4 separate regions of the Rattus norvegicus genome follow, and all the other regions are linked to region 2. The links are chromatin contacts, called in public Hi-C maps. All regions are on one chromosome and are shown on one strand. Each heading gives the region's core, a stretch centred on a gene start, on an enhancer-like site or on the middle of the called end of the contact. The rest is flanking DNA. Distances are from core to core; before and after follow the strand shown. Region 1 overlaps Zfand3 (zinc finger AN1-type containing 3). Region 2 holds the start of Mdga1 (MAM domain containing glycosylphosphatidylinositol anchor 1). Region 3 overlaps Btbd9 (BTB domain containing 9). Region 4 holds the start of Rnf8 (ring finger protein 8).

Evidence for each region. A called contact is a pair of places that touch in the nucleus more often than the background predicts.
Region 1: a Hi-C map of Schwann cells shows a contact between it and region 2, with 2.5 times the contacts expected there. The contact joins the enhancer-like site here to the promoter of Mdga1 in region 2. A contact is called at or near these places in 2 of 12 Hi-C or Micro-C datasets (Schwann cells and mammary epithelial cells).
Region 3: a Hi-C map of frontal cortex shows a contact between it and region 2, with 2.6 times the contacts expected there. The contact joins the enhancer-like site here to the promoter of Mdga1 in region 2. A contact is called at or near these places in 1 of 12 Hi-C or Micro-C datasets (frontal cortex) and 1 of 1 datasets of contacts at active chromatin or transcription factors (oligodendrocytes).
Region 4: a Hi-C map of kidney shows a contact between it and region 2, with 4 times the contacts expected there. The contact joins the promoter of Rnf8 here to the promoter of Mdga1 in region 2. A contact is called at or near these places in 10 of 12 Hi-C or Micro-C datasets (the A7r5 cell line, the Rat2 cell line, Schwann cells and 6 more).

What each region holds. Positions count from the first base shown.
Region 1 is chr20:8,274,046-8,277,375 of GRCr8, forward strand. All of the region lies in intron 5 of Zfand3 (zinc finger AN1-type containing 3), which reads left to right. Among named protein-coding and RNA genes, the nearest start is that of Zfand3, 190 kb to the left of the region's middle. Within about 2 kb of position 1,541, at least 5 of the 93 cell types and tissues checked have an H3K27ac peak or open chromatin away from gene starts, as enhancers often do. A contact at or near this core is called in Schwann cells, where this site is marked.
Region 2 is chr20:7,964,068-7,967,270 of GRCr8, forward strand. Mdga1 (MAM domain containing glycosylphosphatidylinositol anchor 1) reads right to left here and starts at 1,767. Exons shown (of 17, transcript NM_001414944.1): 1 at 504-1,767. The coding sequence starts at 570.
Region 3 is chr20:8,365,904-8,369,222 of GRCr8, forward strand. The region is part of intron 8 of Btbd9 (BTB domain containing 9); the gene reads right to left. Among named protein-coding and RNA genes, the nearest start is that of Btbd9, 270 kb to the right of the region's middle. Within about 2 kb of position 1,333, at least 1 of the 93 cell types and tissues checked has an H3K27ac peak or open chromatin away from gene starts, as enhancers often do.
Region 4 is chr20:7,682,041-7,685,370 of GRCr8, forward strand. Rnf8 (ring finger protein 8) reads left to right here and starts at 1,925. Exons shown (of 8, transcript NM_001025727.1): 1 at 1,925-2,119. The coding sequence starts at 2,009.

The DNA.
Region 1 (3,330 bases), core at 291-2,790, 310 kb after region 2:
GAAACCACTCGTGATGATAGTGAGGTCCGTGTGAGGAGAAGGGAAGGGGAGGAATCTGGGGTCTAGCGTGAATCCCAGCTGGGTGGGCAGTCGCCTTTATGAGGCAGAAAGATGAAGTCAGTCGTGGAGGCCCAGGAGGACCGAGGTTCTGTTCTGAGCCAGGACTGCAGAGCCTGTGGAATCTGCAGTCTGATACCTGAGCTGGAGCTCTTCTGTAAGGGGCTCAGCACCGGGTGCCAGTGGGACTTCATGCAGGGTCCTAGCCAGTGAGGAGGGAAGTTCCAAAGGGTGACATCACAAAGCATGGGCAAGCACAGATGAGAGCTCTGGGTCTGGGGCCCTGGCAGGTGACCTCTGAGCACTCGATCCGTGCTCCATCCCGTTCTGGTTCTTGGATGATGACTTTCCCTCTCGCATGTGAAGCCAGGGCTGGAGGAAAGTGCGAAGCAGATACAGTCCATGCCCAGCCCCCGCAGCTGCTTTCCGTGTGCAGCTGATGATTCTGCTGTGGGCATTGGGTCAGCGGATGGGATGTAGTCTAGGGATTCCCGCTGGTGGTGTGTGCATGGCTGACGCTTTCCGGCAAGTGGAGCTGACCACCTGGTGTTCCCAACGCGCCCTTGTGAGCGAGCTGGGACGGGTGAGCTGTCCCGAGGCTGAAGAAACTTCCTTGCTGGGAAGATAGGATTTGGTTTTCCAAGGAGCTTCTTGGTCATTTTAGATACAGAGGTCAGGGACATTAATTAACCTTGTTTTGTTTTTTGTCTCATGTAGCCCAGGATGGTTTTGTACTTCTGATCCTCTAACACCTTCCAAGCTGCTGGAATTATGGGCAGTGGCACTGTGCTTGGATTTATGCCATGGGGAGGGGTTGCTACATCCCCAGTACATTAATCTAAAATGACTCTTTAGATACCGTATCTGATCCCTGCAGCGCTGTGGTCTGGAGATGGCCCTCACCAAGTTTTAAGGGGACGCATAGGCTCCGCTTGCCTGATTCAGAAGTGGAGTGAGTGACCGAAGTCTGGGACCTCGGAGGGTTGGGCTGCTGTCCTGTCCTCTTCCGTGTCCTCTTCCGTGTCCTCTTCCGGCTGCTGGCTGCTCGCTCACACCGCACACCCGCAGAGCCATTTGCATGTCTGGTCCTCAGCCTCCTCAGTGTTCAGATCTGCTTGAGCCGCTCACATTTGAAACTCAGATGAGCAGGGAGGGAAGTGTACACGTTAGGTAGAAACCCCGAGTGGCTGCGCTGAGCCTTGTCCCATCCCTGTCTTTAATAAAACAGCGTGTCTGGGCTTTCAAGTGGGAGGTGTTCAGGAAAGCAAGTGCCTAATTAATTAAAACCGAGAGCCAGCGCTACTTGGGTCAGCTGACTTTACTCTATGATGAAGCTGGTCCGCAGCTTCTGCTGGGTGTGGGTTAAGTGCAGACACTGAGGAGTGTGGGTTCGACTGCCATCTTGTTGCTCTCAATGGCTCACAGAAAAAGGCAGACTGACCCGTGGTCAGCCGCAGGGAACTGTGAGCTGGCTGCGCTGTTTTGCCCCAGGCCGCCTCCGCACTGGTTTGGGTGACAGTCAGGTGCCCCTTGGGCAATGATTGTGGTCAGGGTTTCACAGGAGCAGAACAAGGGCTGCTGCTGCTGCTGCTGCTGCTGCTGCTGCTGCTGCTGCTCCTGCTGCTGCTGCTGCTGCTGCTGCTGCTGCTGCTGCTGCTGCTGCTGCTGCTGGAACACTTAGGGCCAGGGCCTGCCTGCTGCTGTGGTGCCCATGCTTGTTCCCAGTGTCCAGGGTGGACTGTCGCCTCCTGGGAGCATCAGCTATGGTTGAGGGCGCCTGGATTAAGAGGGCGAGCTTTGGCTTGAGTGCTCAAGGCTGTAGGGTGAGGAGAGGTCTGCATCCCAGCAGATGGCAGTTTCACACATCAGTCACATCTGTGGCATGGGGCTGGCTAGAGCCGTGTGTTCTGTGTCTGAATCCAGATGTCTGAGAGCTCCATGCTGGGCCTCTGGCTTCTCCTTCCACTTCTCGCATGCGTGCGTGGCTGCACTTAGAGCGATGAGGAGGAGGCATTGGAGGCTGTGGAACAGGGGCTGTGGACAGTGAGGAGCTGGCATAGTTGGAGCTGGGAAGCAAACCCAGGCCGTCTTTTGTTGTGTGTGCTTTTAACCACGGAGCCATTTTCACTGCAGCCCACTTCTGCGTTCACGGTGACTCAACTGGTGGCCTCTGCTCTCTCCTCATGCAGGTTTCATTGTAGAAGGTAGACTTGCATGGTGTGGCCACTTGCCTTCCTAGTGCTGTCTGCTGAGTTGATGGGGTCTTCTCAGGTTACCCAGCCCCTCTGGAGACCGCCCAGCCCACACCATAGGTCATAGGAATGGTACATGTGTGCTCGGTCCTCTCTAGCTCTCCATCCCTGTTCTGAGTGGTCTCAGGATTGGGGACAGTGGCTGGTCCACGTAGAGAAAAGGGTGCAGCCTGTGGGGTGGGCTTAGAGGGCCAGCTGTGCTTGGTCCTCCTTTTTTAATGCAGGGCGTGTCCTATGTTGCCCACCCAAGCCAGTAAGTGAAGAGACACCCACCGAGCTGGGTGGGTGAGGGCAAGCCCGCACACCGCAGTGCTTTTCATCTGCATGCGGCTGAGAAGGGGTGTGGGGCTCTGTGATGACCCCTGGGTGACAGGAGTGAGTCTCACCTGAGGCATCGATGATTTCACAGCTTTGTCGCTTGATTCTCCACCCATCTGGTGGCACTTTTTGGGGTCTTTTTCAAGAAAGGACCCAAATCGCGTTTGTCCTGCCTCTGTTTCTGAGAACCCTAGAACTTGCAGGCCTCCTGCCTTGCCTTCTAGTTTCTCATGAGTGACTTAGAGAAATGCCAAGGCTAGCCCAGCTGAAAGCAGGGAGTAACCTCAGGTCCTTTGTCACTCAAGAACGGCCATCTCCAGTGATGTAGAGTTCACGGTCCCCACAGCAGTTTTTGGAAACAGGTCTGTGTCCCCAAGAAGGGAAGGTTCAGATCGATTACTCCATCTGCTCTGCCTGTGCTCATCTCCAGCCCTTTCTTGTAAGAAACTTCACAGTTTCTTTTGTTTTAAAATGAAATTCCACCTACCTCCCTGTCCGCACTTACCCACAGTGCAGGGCGCGCCGCTCCCAGCAGCACCAGACTGCGGTAGCTGGCCTGTGCCTGGTGAAAGATCATGGCAGGACTGGAGTGTAACCTGCATCTAATAACCCAGCCTCGGCATGGCCATGGAGACCTGGGCACACGTCCCCTGGCCCTCCCTGTGCATTACCTGTGACGTTGAAGTGCAGCTGCTGCTGAGTA
Region 2 (3,203 bases), core at 517-3,016:
AGAAGAGGCGATCGAGCAGCGGCCACGGCCGGGAAGGCGAGCCAGCCTCAGGGCCGCGGTGCTGGAGAGCTTCTCGCCCGCCAGCTGCGCACAACTCCGGATCGCGCAGCGCCCGCTTCCACTCGGGAGGCTGAGCCCAGGGAGGAAAGGGGTTCGTTGGAAACAGCTGCCCCGGCCCAGAGCTTGGTCTCTTCCCGGGTCTCCTGAGCCCACTGTATCATTCTCCCAAGACTTCCAGATCTCTCCAGCCCCTGGAAAGATTTCGGAAAGCCGAGATCTCACCCTGGCATTCCCCAGCCTCACGCTAATACACTAGGACCGGTTCTTGGGCTCGGGAGCAGCCTGCTCGGTCTCCTGGCGCCCAGGCGAGGGCGGAGACGCGACCATACGTTCTAGAGTGCAAGCCCAGGGTTCCACCAAGCCCAGGCAGCGCGCACTTTGAGCAAGATCTTGTAAAGTTTCCGCGCGGCTCCGCCAGGGTGGAGCGGGACGCTGGCTCTTACCGTAGACTCCTTGTCCCCGACAGTGGAAGGGGATCAGCGCCAGAAGTAGAAGGCAGGTCACCTCCATCTTCACGGCCAGTGCTTCATCCCCACGAGGCGGCGCAGCCTGAGAGGCGGCGGGGGGCGCATCCGCCGGGGCACCGCGATGCCCTCTGCGTTCCCTCCTTTTCCCTGAGACGCGAAGGAGAGGGCGGCGACCGAGACTAGGAGTCTAAGCAAACCGCGACTCGGCTCCGTTCTCTTTCCATAGGGCGGCTGCCCGGGTGGAGACGCAGGGGGCGCTGGCCCAGACCTTGATGCCTCTGCGCACCGGGCGCAGCAACCAGCTCCCTGGCCCAGAAAGCTCGGCCACCGAGCAGTCCTGGGTTCCCAGGGCTGTCCGCCCAGCGTGCTGAGCGCGAGGGACCTCTCTGCTGTGGCGGCCGCGCGCGGATCCAACAGGCCACCGATGCCTGGCAAAACTTGTGGTTTCCCCGCCCAGGGGACGCCCCTCGGCGGAGCCAGGCCAGGAGGCCGGGTCTCTGCTATGGTTAATCCGCTGGCTCCAGTCCTGCAGTAGGTGTGGAGGGCTCCGCAGCCCGACCCAGGGGAGCGGGGCTGAGCGCCCTTCCCGGAGGCGAGGGCGCCCGGGTCCCGGTCCTCTGAAGCGCCGGAGCAGCGAGGACTGGCTTCCGCCGCGGGGCGAGCGCTCCGCGTCTCCGAGTCCGCGAAGTTAGCCGAGCCGCCGCCGAGGAATCCGGGGGAGGTGATCGCGTCCCGGCGCCCCCGCGGGAATCCGGAGAACGTTTCCAAAGCAAGAGGCACCACAGCCAGCAAGGGAAAGAGGAAAGTTTGAGTCCTTTGAAAATAATTCGCGCTCTTGCGGAGGCCTGGGCTCAGGAGCCGCCCGCCGCCTCCTCTCTCCCCGCTCCTCTCCCGCCGTCTGGCCGCCGCCGTGGCATTCCCGGGCTCCGCGATCTCGGGAGAGCGGGGCTGCGCCGCGCCCCAAGTTGGGCGTCCCCGCCCCCCTCCCGGCGGCCTGGGGCCGAGGGGGCCCCAGCGGGCGGGGCCGGGCCAGGCTCCCGGGCACGGCGGCCACTCGGGCTCCGGGGCCGCGGGAGCGCTCCGCTCGCTCGGCAACTTGGGCTTCGCTGTGCTGCTTTCTGGTCCCTCCGAGCTTTTCATTCCGCGCTTCCTCCACCTCCCCACCACCACCACCCCGCCTCCCGCTCTCCCTCCTCCCTCTCTCCCTCCTCCCATCTCCGCGATCGGTCTCTCGCTCTCCCACCCTTTGTCGCTCGCTCTCCTGTTTGATTCCCCTCCAGTTAAAAAAAAAAAAAAAAAAAAAAAGGAGCCAATTAAAGGCAGCCCAGCTCGCCCGGCCCAGCCTCTGTCCAATTTCCTTGCTTCCCCCAGGACCAATTAGAGAAAACAAAACAGGGCTGGGGGAAGCAGTCTCTCTCTCTCTCTCTCTCTCTCTCTCTCTCTCTCTCTCTCTCTCTCTCTCTCTCTCTCTCTCTCTCTCCTCTCTCTCTCTCTCCGCCCCCCATCTCTCTCTCCCTATCTCCGCCTCCCCCACCAGCCCCCTGGCAGAAAAATGTCAGAAAGCAGCAATGGATCCATCTATCCCGAGGACAGTAGCGGGAACGTGGGTTCGGCGCGGGCTCTGCAGCCGCGCACTCGCACACGCTCTCCGCCCGCCCTTGCACAGCCCAGGCTGGCAAACCCCGGGCCGGATGCAAACGATCGCCGCCGCACGCTCTCCGGGCAGGCAGCGGCGACTGGTTGCGGAGACCCAAGCCTGCAGGGCACTGGACACTTATGAATGTTTTGCACTTTGGAGAAGGCGGTACTGGAGCCCAGGATCGGAAGGAAAGGCCGAGGCGTCTGCTTCTCCTAGACCAGAGCTGGCGCGAGAGGCGGTTGCCTGCTGTCGCTCTGCAGGGATGTTGGCTCGGCTTGGGAATCCCGCCACCTCCACCACCACCCGCCCCTGGCAGAGCCTCAGGCCCTTTCCAAGCTGCCTCGGCCGCTCCCCGGGTCGGGCGCCGGGCCACTGCCAGAGCCGCTGAGGAGGAGGACGCGCTTATAGCTCGTGTCCTAGCTCCGGCCCACAGGTTGCCAACAGGTTTGCCAGCAAGACCCCAGTGTCAGAGCTCTACAGGGACACCCAGTGTCCCCTTCAGCCTGCTTCTCTCAAACCTTGCCTACCCGTGAGACCTCAGGCGTGGCCAAGTGCCCTAGGGTGCACGCGCTTCCCGCAGCCAAGCTGGGAAGCCTGAGTCTCTCCCCACTCCGAGACTCCGTCACCTTAACCCGGCCCTCCCTGAAGCCGTGACCAAGACGTAGTTCCTTCCAGACGCCCTTGGGGAGGGGCGTGGGCTGGGGAGAGAGGCGCGCTACCACCCGGGCGGCGCCTCTGATCGCGTCCTCCCTCCAACCCGGGTCCTGCTAATCTCACCTGCTCCACCTGTCGCCGTTATTTATCTCGCCGTGAGCGCAGAGATTGTACTAGAGGGGCCCGTGGGAGCGCGGACAGCCGCAGCAGCTAACAAGCTCGGAGGTTGGATCCTGTTCAGGATAGGCTGCGATGGTGGATCCACGACTTGAGGCGTCTGTCCGAACTCAAAGACCTGTTTCATTCACCCAAAAGAATTGATTCTCTTGCATGTAAATTAGCGTATACATTAAAAATATTGATAACAAACCCCTCCTTTACCA
Region 3 (3,319 bases), core at 83-2,582, 400 kb after region 2:
AAAGCACAATGTGATGCTGAGAGCTGCTAAGACACCGAAACATTAAAAACATGGAACACTTGAGCTGCCAGAGGGAAAAGTGGTTTTGACTAAAGGTACCTGAGAAACGTGAAGGCTTCCAAAGGCAGACGAACTGATCTGGGCTTTTAGGGCTGAGGTGAAGTAGCTGTGACTTTTTGTGACTTTCAGAGCAGCTGAAGTCACTCAAGACTCAAAAGCTGCACTGAAGCAATCCCATCAACTGAATCTGCAGAGATGTCCGTCCGTTTCCTGAAAGTTCTTCCATCAGCCCTGCCACATTTCTAGGACACTGTGAGGCCTACACTGGGGGAGCAGTGGGCAGCAAGCAGACCAGGACATGGTGGGGTCCCCAGAATCCAGAGCTAATGCACGGTACTCATTTAATCTTTGAGAGCAAACTAAGACCGAATGGGCACTTTAGAGGAGTTAACCAACAACTCCAGATAATTAACAAAGCATGTGTTTGTGCATGAAATTTGGGAGGGGGCGTCAAAGGTGGTTAAATTGTCTATAAAAATGTCTTCTTGATGGGCTAATCTTTGACAAGTAAAAGATTCTTCACATTATCTAGCTGTGTATGTGATGACTAGCTGTCAAGTTCCCCTGTGACTCAAGAGAGATAAATGGCTGACATGTGAGGTAAATCACACACATAAACACTTTTTTTTTTTTTGGCATTTAACCTTTCTTGCGTTTCCACCAGAGAACGTCTGAGTTGCACCCCTCTTCTGTTTTTCACATGCAACTTAGTTGCCATAGTAATTCACTTTGCTCTAGAAATTTCTCTACCCTGGAAGACGCTAGTGTCTATTTACTGTGCCCCCACGCTCTGTGCTGCCAGGCTCCAGGGTTTCTGGCCTTTGCATGTTCACACGGTTCACGCTCCAGCATCTGTTGGAACCCCAGATCTAATTCTTACTCTAGGATTTTTCTGGAACTCACAGTGCTGAGGTCTGTGGGTGATGAGGCGACGTCAGCGTGATGCAGATGGGCTCGGGGAGAAACAACACTTAGTCAATAAATCACAGACCAGCAAGACAAGGAAGAATTTCTCAGTTCGGGGCTATGACAGACGATGCTCAGCCTGACTGATAGGAAGCAAATTTTGTAAAATATCTTTCCAATTTCAACTAGAATTATAGGCAATCTTAATCTGAAGCCGAGGAGTCATATATCTGGATGCTAGCTGTATTCTTCAGACTATAAAAAGGAAATTTCTAGCTCTTGAGGTTGCAAAGAAGGCTGTCTTAATGTAAATGGATGTGCTGCTGCCCCAGCGGCGCTCAGACAGGATGAAATGGAAACAGAACTAGATGAGGCGGCAGGCGGCCTTCCCGGTGCTGATGCGGGTGCTGATGCCTGCGCCCTCCTCCCGAGCATCTTCTCGGTCATCTGCAGGGCCAGGCCTTTCGCAGTTTCCTCACATACACTTAGGTCAACCACACTGAACAAATATGATGTCACATTTAGGTGACAGACAGAACTCCCTTTAGTTGCAGTAACACAAGAGCGTTGTCAGTGCCGTCAACGAGTCATGGAGCACACCCAGTGCTGTACCCAGAGCTAGAGACCAAGTCTGTCACAGCACTGAAGAAAACGTATATTAAAAAATCCCATTTTCAATTTGAGATTTTCTGTGATCCTCTATTTTCATACCTCCATACATAGAAAATATTTAAATAATTATAGACTGTTATTTGAGCCAAACGTCAATTTCTCTACCCGCCCTTATCGAATAAAACCTGCATTTAGAGGCATTAATAAGAGATAAAGTGTAATGGCCTCTGACTCCTCCTTTTCTCTTCTGTGCCGCTCCCTTAGGACACAGAGGATGAAGAATGCTCTGCCAGGGTGGTGAGTGGCAAAAAGGAGGAAAATATCAAAGGGGGTCTCGGGGCCCACCGCCTGAAGAGGTGGCCTCTGGGGGGCAGAACTGTCCAACAATGGAAGGGCAGTGAACCAGTATGGATCCAACTGTTGAGGGAAAGGAAAACAGGATCCAAGGAGGCCACAGCCACACGAGCGAGCCTTTCTTTCCACGCTTCCTTTTTCCTTCGCTACTGTTTTCACCCGTGTGCAATCACTGCGGGCACAAACCGCGCTTCAGTCGTCCTGTGCTAGATTATCTCGTACAGGGGGCAGACCTGTGCGTGGGGTTTTTCCCCCACTGAAAAATAAAGAGAGCTTCATCACAGACTGAAGAGGTGATGACAACCCACCAAGAATACCCTCTAGGGCTGGAGAGATGGCTCAGTGGTTAGGAGCATGGGCTGCTCTTCCAGAGGTCCTGAGTTCAATTCCCAGCAACCACATGGTGGCTCACAACCATCTGTAAAGAGATCTGATGCCCTCTTCTGGTGTGACTGAAGACAGCTACAGTGTGCTCACTCACATACATAAAATAAATAAATTAAAATAACAAAGTGTATCCTCTGAGCTACCGCCTTCAGTCTTAACCGTGTCACATATGTATACACGTATATATTCCAACTGAGGACTCAGTGTTCTGGTGTCATTAACTCCTTAACCTGGGCTTATTCAGCTCCATCTATTGACACAAGACCTCCTTAGGCAGCCTATTTACTTACAGTTAAGTTTGTTATTTAAAGCACCAAGGGCATTTTACTTACACTACTCCATGTACATATCAATTACAAAACAGTTCTTTCCAAGCTAGTGTAAAACAGCTAATTTAGCTGATTCTCTTACTTTTAGGGTTCCAGTAGAGCCTGTCATCCGTTAGCTGGAGAAGCAGGCGGGCGGGTGTTCAGTGAGCTCAGTGCAGAATGTTCTCGGTTTCCCTCCCAGACCTGAGGACACTTTACACGGTCTCTCGATCGGCAAGCACCCAGATATCAGTCTTAAACTGGGTGAAGAGGACTATAAACTAAGGCACCACAGATCTGCTTGGTTGTTATGACTCTAGCCTGGGCTTGTATGTGATCAGGTCTCTGAAGATTTCCTGTTATTCAAATTTTAATGTTTTTAAAATGGCATGGAAATGATATAATTACTGCTCCATTACCTACTTTTAGGGCATATTCCAGGTGACTTCTCTTCCCCTAAAAGAAAGACTGGAAGCAAGGCCTTGGGGGGCGGTCTACCAGGCAACCCCTGGGAGCTGAAGCAGGAGGCAGGGCAGAGAAGGCACCTCAGGGGCCGTGCTGTCAGCCTCCGGCTCTTCCTCCTCTCCCAGGACAGGCCTGGGATGGAAGCCCGGGGTGAGAAGGAGGGGGTTCGGGGACTGGTGCTGAGTGCAGGGCACAGAGGCAGTAACAGATCCCCTCTTGGCTGTCAC
Region 4 (3,330 bases), core at 675-3,174, 280 kb before region 2:
CTGCTCCAGGACGTCCACAGCAGCTGACTGTGATTTGCTTCATGCCCTAGCAGGGGTGTGATTTTTTTTCCCATTGGCAGAGAGTCTCTGTGATTATGTGACATTTGGGATTCTGGGGACTTTTCAGAGGGTGGAGAGACAGGGTGGGTTTTTGGTTAGTTGCTATTGGTCTTGGTTTGTTAAGTAGTTGTGCGCAAAGGAGAATGAAGGAAGGAAGGAAGGAAGGAAGGAAAGAAAAGAAAAGAAAGAAGAAATCTATCCTGATGGCAAAGATCAAACTCAATGCCCCTAATCAACAGGAAGTGTCTTAACAATAGTATCGTCCCTCTTCCTTTCGGTCTCCTTCCTTTTCTCTCCTATCTGGTGTTAGGGAGTTGAATGGGTGTGAAGGGTGGAAGAAAGAACCCACAAAGTAGCAAATGTTAGCTACAGTTTTCATCTTACAAGTTGGGAAACTAAGGCGTGGGGCAGTCAAATAGCTTCCTCAGCACCTATAGTAAATAGTAGGCTTGGGATTGGAACTCACGAAGCCGGGTTCTGTAGTCTGTATTGCCTCACTGTGCTACAGTAGCCTCCAGTCCACTCTCAAGTCCAGGGAGCTGGTCACACACAAACCACCTCCGTACTTTCACAGAGATAAAAGAAAGAAAAAAACAAAACAAACAAACAAACAAAAAAACGGCAGGCATGAGAAATGGCACATCGATTAAGATGAGCTGCTCTTCCAGGGGACATGGGTTTGGTTCCCAGAACGCACATGGTGGCTCAGGACCCCAGAACTCCAGTTCTAGGGGGATCCAACAATCTCTACTGGCTTCTTCTGCAGGCATCAGGCATGCACTTGGCTCAGAGGCATACACGCAGGCAAAACACCTATAATGCAGACATTAAACAACAACAACCAAACTCCTGGGTGGAGAGATGAGGGAGAGTATCCTCTCCCCAGCCCCTTCAAGGCCATTCCCATTCATTCTCTACCCCCCCCCCCCATGAGCCCCAGGTAATGTGATCCATCTCTACAGATTTGCCTGGTATAATTTTTTAAAATTCATTAACAAAATGAGGTCATGGAGAGAGAGAGAGAGAGAGAGAGAGAGAGAGAGAGAGAGAGAGAGAGAGAGAGAGAGAGGCTAAATAGTAACTAGACCAAATCAACTTTAAAATGATCAGAGTTTTATAAATCAAATAAAATAGTTATGGCCACCATCAAAATGTAGTTATGAAGCAATTTTTGCTTTGGTGACACGGTCTCATATCCCAGGCTGGCCTCTTAACTCATTGCATAGCGGTGGATGCCCTTGAATTCCTCGTCCTCCATCACACCCTGCCAAAGAAAAAAGGGGGTGGTGGGGTGGAAATCAGAGGTTCCAGTTCATTGATGCAGCTTCTGGGGTAGTAATAGCTTTGGAGAGCTCGGGGGAGGAAGATATTGGGAAAGTCATTATATTCACAAACCCAAGGAAAGACAGTGCCTCTTGTCATTTACTACGATTTTATAATTTAGGTGTTTATTCGTGTGGGCACACAAACCCGCTAGGCGCGCATGTGGAGGTCAAGAGGCCAATTTGAAGAGTCAGTTTCCCCCTGCCACCACGTAGGTGAAGCCTGAGCATCGGACTCTTGACTCGACGCTTGGCAACAAGCAACTTTACTCGTTGAGCCATCCTCCAAGCCCTATGATTTACATTTTACGGTTTTGGGGGTTGGGAGACACAACCTCACTCGGAGGCCCTGGCTGAGGTAGGTCAGCAGAAGACTTTAAGCCCGCCCTTTCGGACTCAATACCTGCGCTCTCCCCGCCCTCCGCCGCCGTCGCCCTCCCGCTGCGCACGCGCAATGCCTGCCTTCCTAGCCCAGGGGCGGGCCCGCGCTCGCCGCGCCACCGATCTCCGGGCGATTGCTTCTGTCTGGTGTTTAGGTATGGTGCGCGAGAGGCGCCTCGGAAGCGATCGGAGCCCAGGCTGGAGTTTGGCTGGTTACTGAAAGTTGCCCCGGTGCCGAGCGGGCTATGGGCGAGCCCGACCCCTTGGTCTCGGGGCAGCTCGCGGCCCGCCGGAGCTGGTGCTTGCGGCGGCTGGGGATGGACCGCGAGTGGCTACAGCTGGAGGCTGGGAGTGAGGTGAGAGCGAGCGGCCTGGCAGGCTACGGGAGCGGGAAGGCTGAGGAGCGGCGCCGCGCACATCCGATCCGGCCTGCCCGGAGGCGCCGAGGCCTCAGCGGGCTCCAGGCCACCTCAGGGCTTGGAGGGACCCGGCCGCGAGGCCAGGCGAGGCCGCGGCTTGAGGTCGGGGCTGGAGGGCGGCTGCGCGGGAGCGGGGCCCGTGCGGGAGCCGCTGTAACGGACGCGGGCCTGCCAGCGAGGAGAAGGATGGGGTCGAGAACAGGCACGGTCCCCGTTAAGGGTCTCTTAGAGTCTTGCGGTGACCCAGCTGAGACGGGGAAACTGAGGCAGAGGCGTCCCCACTGACTCCAAAGGATGGGGAGCCTGCCCAGGGAGTCTGAAGATGGACTGCGTAGACTCTCGGAGTTGATTTTAAGTGCGATCGCGAGTTTAAGGGTAGCTTGCTTAAAACCCTCGAACTGTAATGTAAAATATGTAAATAAATAAAGTCTTCCACTCCATCTCCGAGGGTAATTGGCGAGCCGGCGTGGACCACGGTTGCATTCCCAGAGTCCCGAAGTGGGTTAGCCTTCTCTCCAGAAACTGCTCACAATATTTGATAATGCAAACTTTAGGGGCTGGTGCTGTATCCCGAACCCAGGGTCTCGTACTTGGAAGGCAGGCACTCTACCAAATGTATCTTCAGCTCCATACATGCAAAATTAAAAACAAAGGCCAAAAGGGGAGGCACAGTTTATAGGCGGGAGGGAGGTGCTGGGGCGGACTGCGTCCTTGTAATCAGTTCTGGAAAGGGAACTGGGTCAGGGACGAGCTTGCAATGTAGAAACCCTTGGGGTGCAGTACTGAATGTTTGGTCCTGTGTGCTGACTGGTCTTATGTCAAGTTGGCACGGAAATTAGAGTCATCTGAAACGAGGGAAACTTAATTGAGAAAATGCCCCCATAAGATCTGTCTGTAAGGCATTTTAATTAATGATGGATAGTGGTGGTGCCATCCCTGGGCTGGTGGTCCTGGGTTCTATAAGAAAGCAGGCTGAGAAAACCAGTAAACAGCACCCTCCATGGCCTCTGCATCAGCTCCTGTCTCCAGGTTCCTGCCCTAAGTTCCTTTGATGATGTTCTTCAATTCAGAACTGTAAGCTGAATAAACTCTTTCCTCCCCAACTTGCTTTTTTGGTTATGGTGTTTCCTTGGCAAGAATAGTAACCC